Regions from separate parts of the Sus scrofa genome. Here region 2 is linked to region 1. Evidence: chromatin contacts called from public promoter capture Hi-C data. All regions are on one chromosome and are shown on one strand. Each heading gives the region's core, a stretch centred on a gene start, on an enhancer-like site or on the middle of the called end of the contact. The rest is flanking DNA. Distances are from core to core; before and after follow the strand shown. Region 1 holds the start of CD59 (CD59 molecule (CD59 blood group)). Region 2 overlaps KIAA1549L (UPF0606 protein KIAA1549L homolog).

Region 1 (3,238 bases), core at 87-2,586:
CAATCATTCTTGGTGCAAGCCTGGCGAGACCACGTTATGAGCAAGTGGGTAATGAAAAAGAATCTCAAGATGAAAGGTCAAGGAACTGGATGCAAAACTAGGGGAGAGCGGCATCTCAGAATCCAAGAGTTTCAAGGAGGGAAGAGCTTTTAGGATGCATAGAAAATGCATGCGGAAGAGCTTTGTAAACAAGCTCTTGTATATACATGTATTAGCTGATTTAAGCAGACACACATTAAATATCAAAGCAGGTCCTTCTGATCTGAGACTCCTGTTTGTATAGAGAAAAACCAAGATTAAGACAGCACCAAATAAAGTTCCTTCCTTGACATCCCAAAGCCATCAGAGGATCATGGTAGAAGGCACATGGCATTTTCAGTTATGGGGTTTCCCTGCTTGAACCTTATCTCAAGAATTCCTCCCCTCCTCACTCTGCATAAGCAGCCCTGAGATCCATACTTTCTTACTCTGATCCTCAGAGAATCTCCTGGTCCTCACAGAGATCAGTCTCTTGGAGTAAGATTTGTAGGTGTGGGCTGTTTTCCCCCACTCTCTCTTCCAGGGCACTCCTCAAGCCGGTAATAAAGAGGGTGGTGACAAAGTGATACATGGAAACTTCAGATTACATGGTCACATAAAGACAATTCTAAATGGTGGCTCTGGTTCCAAACTGATGAATATAAGCTTTGAAAACCACAACAGAGTTTTATCTTGGTTCCAAAAAAGTACGGACGTGCCTGTGGCTGAAAAGTACGGGAGCCTATGAGCAGAAAGGAGACTTAGGCTGTAGCCAGGCTTTATAACACTACAGCCAGGCCAAGTGGGAGCTTGGCATGGGGCACACATATGGGTTTTATTTTTTATTTTTTTTATTTTTTTGGCCATGCCCAGGGCATGTGGAAGTTTCCAGGTCAGAATGGAACACACACCTCTGCAGTGACTCTACCTGCTGCAGTAACAACACAAGCTCCTTATTCTGCGGCGCCGCAAGAACACTCCCACAGAAACGTTTTGAAAAACATTGTCATATGAATTTTCCTCCTTTGTTTAAAAAAAATTCTAAGTCCTGGATTTTCCTAGTGTTTTTGTTTTCAATAACAAATCGGAGGAGGAACATCGAACTTCCCGTTTTCAGGGTTTTAACATAACGATCTAGTCCTGGCCACAAGTCTTATTTTGAACCGGAGCGGGGAGCCGAGTCACTGAGCCTGCGTTGGCTGGGCGGCCGGCTGGGTCCGGTGACCTTGGGCGGGCGCCTGCGGCGCGTGCGGCGGGGCCGGAGCCTGGGCAGGTGGGGCGGGCGGGAGGAGGCGGAGCCCGCCGGAGCCCCGGCGATAAAGACGCGCAGGCCGGGCCGCTCTCCCGACGGGGAGTAGCGCTGCAGCCGGACGCAGGGTGCAGTTAGGTAAGGCCGAGCGGCGCGCCCAGGCCGGCGCGGGGGGGACTGGGGCCGGGGCGAGCGCCCTCGGAGACCCGGGCCTGGGTGGGGAGGTTTCGGAGGGTCCGAGCGGGCGGTGCCCCCCACCTCCGCCGGCCTCCGCGCCCGGGGCGGCCGAGCTCCCGAGCCCTGCCGTTCGCCCGCGGCCCGCATCTTCCCCGCGCCGCAGACCCCTCGCGGGCTTTAAGCTCCGCGGCGTCCCTCGAGGACCACGAACGAGAAGGGGGCAGCGGGCTTTCGCTTTCCCAAACACCTCCGCGCCGCTGGCTGAGGAAAGCCAAGATTCCCTGGTCGGTAACCCGTTCCCGGGCAGGGCAGTATTTATTTCCAACTTTGAATCTGGAGGGGAGCGCTTGCAATTGAGGGAAAAGAAATCTCGCCTTGAAAGGAGGTTAAGGCCGCCCCTGGATGGTCATGGACTTTATTCTCTTCCCTGGACATCCCGATTTTGAATTTTCAAAAGCAGGGCGAGGTCGTAACTTAAAATGGTGAAGTCCAATTTTGGCTTTCTGGGGCCCGCTTGGGCCACACCCTTCGCAGAGTCTGAGGTTGACGTTCAGTAATTTTCTCCATGGATCCTGGAAATGTTCCATTTCTCTGACGCACATAGCTTCTCCCCCTCAGCCCAGAACCCACACAGACAAGAGTTGAGGTTTGCGACCAACCCTGGCAGTAGCTGTACGAATTCTGAAGCTCAGGGCTCCTCTGTGCCCTGGGAGCCCTTGTCTGTGGAATGGTGATCTGGCCTGGTTGCTGTCTTGGTGAAGGTTCTGGCCCAGCAGGCTCCCTCCGGTTTTCCTTTTGACCAGCGCTTTCCTTCCTTCCCGTGATGACCTCCTGTCCACTTTTGTTGGGACCAGCTGATATCTTGAAAAATCCTGTTCCTGGTGGATTTTTAAAAGTCATCAGGGGGCCCCAGCTGAGACCTGGCTGCCCGCCACTCTCCATTGCAGTAATTCTGTTTCATTCTAATTGTGATTTGAACACATCAGCCCATGCATTTTACACACCTGAGACATAGTGCACCCTCTATCAAGGTAGCTTGTGATAGATGTTTCTTGAAAAGGAGGAAGAGATCTCAGAAACAGGGCCGATAATCCAAAGATTACTTTGTGGATGGTTCTGAGACCCCACAGGAGAGAGAAATGGCTCTTTCCTACCACTTTGATCTGCTTATCCAGCTTCGTTTGTTGGTGATGATGGCTCTGGAATCCACCTGAAATCAATACAGTTTGAAGCATGGGGTGCTTGCAGACCAGTGAGGCAGTTCATGTGTCATGGGATAGTGGTCAAGGGCCTGGGCTTGGCCTCACACCAGGGTTTGTGTCTTGGCTCTGCTCTTTGCTGGCCGGGTAGTCCTGAGCCTTCTCCTTAACCTCATTTTATCAGTAAAATAACAGGCCTCACTTCTCAGGGTGTTTTAAGGATTAAATGGGGGTAGTTCTGATAAGTGGAGGACAGAGGTGGCTAGTAAGATTTCAGGTACCCACGTTCCCCATTGGGGGCAGCTGACTCCCAGTTCGCCACAGAAGGCACACAGAGGGAGGGGAGTTCCCGTGAACCAAACGTATGAAACTGTGGCTTCAAACAGAAAACCGTGTTGAGCCTTACTGTAAGGAAAACACCCCGTTATTCTGAGTTGCTTGTAAGATAAAAGTCCAAATAAAATGAATGTTAGGGGTAGGACAGCAGAGGTCTAATGGGATTCATCTCGGACAGCTGCCAGGTACAGGCTCTTGAAATGCATTGACACTTCTGGGCCAGCCCTGGGAGAACCTCACCCCAGACCGCCACAAACAG
Region 2 (3,137 bases), core at 180-2,679, 62 kb after region 1:
ATGGATTTCACTGGGGGCATTTCTGGACACAGTATGTTTTAATAAGTGTTGACAACTGGGTGCTTGCAGTTTCAGCCTAAAAGGTATGGTTTGAATAAATGAAAAAAAGCCCATTAGGGCAGGCTCAAACCTCCATGTTCGTTTCAACATTGTTGTAATAACCAGAAACTGGAAACAATCAATATGTCCCTCACTAGGGGACAAGATAAACTTGTGGCATACCATATAATGGACTACCACATGGCAATGTAAACAAATGAACTAGGTCAGCATGTGTGCAGCAACCTGGAGAACTCTTGAAATCAATGTTAAGAAAACAAAGTACAAAGGGAAAGGTATAGCTTGTCATCACTTACATTTAAAATGTACACAGCACTAACATATACTACTGTATGTACTGTATATGTACTGAAAGTTTACCATCCATGACTTGAGGACTGGAATTGCTTCTAGGGAGTAGGGCTCATGAGAAGAGAGTGGCTCGTACTGGCCAGAATGCTTAAAGAGATAGACAATCTTTTTTTTTTTTTTTTTTTTTTTTTTTTCTTTTTACTGCCACACGTAGGGCATGTTTGGAAGTTCTCGGAGCTAGGGGTCGAATCTGAACTGCAGTTGCCGCGCCAGATCGGAGCCCCATCTGTGACCTTCTATCAACGTGGGATTCTTAACCCACTGAGGGAGGCTAAGGTTTGACTGGCGTCCTCATGGATATTACGCCGCTGAGCCGCAACGAGAACTCCATAATCATTTTTCAAAAGGCCTGAAGTCTGGTAAAATGTTGACATCCACCCTATCACCTATCTTAATATTTTGTCAGATTTCAGAACTTTTTAAGAAATAAAAGCAGTAGGTCTTCTAGCCAGGATGACCAAAGTCAAGAGGTGATCGGATCCAGAAAGCACAGTCGCTTTGATGCCTGAGGGTGGCAGGAAGAAGGTGGGGAGTGTGGTTTTAAGGGGCCGGGGAGGGTACAGAACACAGCCCGGGGGCGGGGGCAGGGCGCGGGCTTTTTCCAGGCTTTTTCTCTCTGGCCCACCTGAGTAATTTAAAGCCGACTGATCCAACTGCGCCACGGACACGGGGCCTCGGGACACCTGCGCGAAGGAGGCACTGTCGTGCAGCTGGGCGGGCTCAGGCCCCGCGGACTCGGCCATCCTGGTCTTGCTGCCGACGTCCGAGGTGGACCTGGGCGAGAAGAGGAGCTGCCTTAGCCGCCTTCCGGTCCGCGGCCCGCGGGAGAGGCGGGGTTCCCGGGGCAGGTCCCTGCTGGGGTGGGGGTGGGGTGGGGGTGGAGGGGGGTGGGGGGGTGGAGCGGGGCTGCCTCGGCCTCCAAGCACCACGATGGCGACGGCGGGGTCCAAAGGCCTGGATTTGTGTTCATACACACGCGCGCGAGCACACACCCACACCATAACAAAGGGGGCCAACACGCCCAGACCTGGAGCAGCCAGGCTGGAGTTTTTAGATAGTCAAGGTCAGTGTTCCCCTGAGGGTGACTCTCATGTCACCGGGTAGCACAACACTTAATGTCCACATTAAAACGAGCTTAGCAATTAGTGTTGGGTCTCGGTTGGGGATGGTCGACCGGGCAGGTGATGACATCATCGGAAGCCAATGGGAGTGCGCCGTCGCTCCCCCTCCTGACACCCTCCAGAGACCCTGCAGGGCTGTGGGCTGCAGGAACCGCGTTCCCTGTTGCTACTGGCAGGAAGCCCAAAGCCCAAGCAAGGCTCCGGGAAGCTGGCTGCTCTAAGGAGCAGGAGTCTGGCACTTTCTGAGCGTTATGAGTGGGAGAACACTTTTTTTTTTTTTTTTTTTTTTTTTTTTTTTAAAGTTCCAGAGGCGAGCAGAGAATCCGGCCCATTTAACATCTATTTCCACTTTGTGCTCAGAAGGCCAGTAAGATAAGGGGGCGGGGCCGGGCGGGTGGGGTACGGGCCTCGTCCCCTAGGGTAGAGGGTGCTTTACCCAGTCTCTGGCTTTACCCAGTCTCTGGCTTCACTTTGGCAGAGGCACTGCGGGCTCTCCTAAAATTAATAGGGAGGGAGGCAAAGGCAGCCACAGCAGGTGGCATCTTCTGAGCAGAGGAGCAGCTGTCACTGTAAGAGCTGAACAGAGGCTTTGAGATCATTTAGGCCATTGCCTTTATCTTACAGATAAGGAAACGGACCAGACAGGCCAGGCGACTTGCCTGGAGTTACAGAGCAGTTTACTGGCAAGTTAGGATGGAACCTGGTCTGTTGCTTCCCAGCCTGTCCTGAGATCGACTGGGGTCAAGGGGTGGTGTCTACACAGCGTGGTATCTCAAACCCACTGGAAACGAGGGCAGGGCCATTTCTGAGTAAAACTCATTCACCATGTCACAAAGTCCAGACCTGTGGTTTGCAGATAGTGTGTGACCAGGAGAGGCAGGGCAGTGGCCTGTACATAGCCCAAGGTACGGCTGTCTCTCCAGGCCCCAGACAGGACGACTGCAACCTCTCTCAATGCTCTTGGCTATTGTTCCTTGTCTATCTTTATTTAAAACATGTGCTTTTTATAGTATTACAGAGCAAAGAGAATGCTGACTGTATGCTTCATGAGTTCATGTGCTTTCAGCCTCCCCATCTTGGAAGTGGAGAGTTAGTGCGGCAGCTCAGACACGCTGCTCCCTGGCCTCTCAGCCACCACCCCTCAATAACAAAGCGCCCTCTGGGTGCACACACCTGACAGGAGGCACCCAGACTCGAGGCAGCTATTGTGGCAGCCTGAGTTGGAGTAATGCTTAGATGTTCACTGTCAGGATATGAGACTGTCAGGGATGGGGCAATTGATCTTGTTTTTTGCTTTTTCAATTGTGGGTTCTATAGAACTATTTCCAATGGTAAGAAAGTAGGTCAACCCTCTGTGGCCCCCCACTTCCTTCGTGGTACTCGGAGTACTCCAGGCACATGGTTGTCTGGACAGGTGATGCACCCTGAATGGGGCGGGGCATGAAGGAAATCGGTCAGGGTGAGGCACCCAGGACTAGACCCTTTGCCAATATTCCAAACAAGGCAAAGAAATGAATGTGTTACCTCCTAAGAGAAGCGACGGCCACAGGGCCAGTCCTCGGAGGTACAGGCGGAGGGGGCGAGCCCATGACCATCTCAGGAAGC

The links. Promoter capture Hi-C pulls out the DNA fragments that hold promoters and counts their contacts.
Region 2: a contact with region 1 is called in a promoter capture Hi-C map of fetal liver, with 2.1 times the contacts expected there. The contact joins the enhancer-like site here to the promoter of CD59 in region 1. A contact is called at or near these places in 2 of 5 promoter capture datasets (fetal liver and liver), 12 of 47 Hi-C or Micro-C datasets (alveolar macrophages, blood, embryonic fibroblasts and 8 more) and 1 of 2 datasets of contacts at active chromatin or transcription factors (skeletal muscle).

The regions. Positions count from the first base shown.
Region 1 is chr2:27,185,309-27,188,546 of Sscrofa11.1, forward strand. CD59 (CD59 molecule (CD59 blood group)) reads left to right here and starts at 1,337. Exons shown (of 4, transcript NM_214170.1): 1 at 1,337-1,405.
Region 2 is chr2:27,247,417-27,250,553 of Sscrofa11.1, forward strand. KIAA1549L (UPF0606 protein KIAA1549L homolog) reads right to left here. Exons shown (of 20, transcript XM_021083199.1): 17 at 3,057-3,137; 18 at 1,037-1,185. Among named protein-coding and RNA genes, the nearest start is that of C2H11orf91, 37 kb to the left of the region's middle. Within about 2 kb of position 1,430, at least 25 of the 83 cell types and tissues checked have an H3K27ac peak or open chromatin away from gene starts, as enhancers often do. A contact at or near this core is called in epiblast stem cells, fetal liver, omental adipose tissue and 1 more, where this site is marked.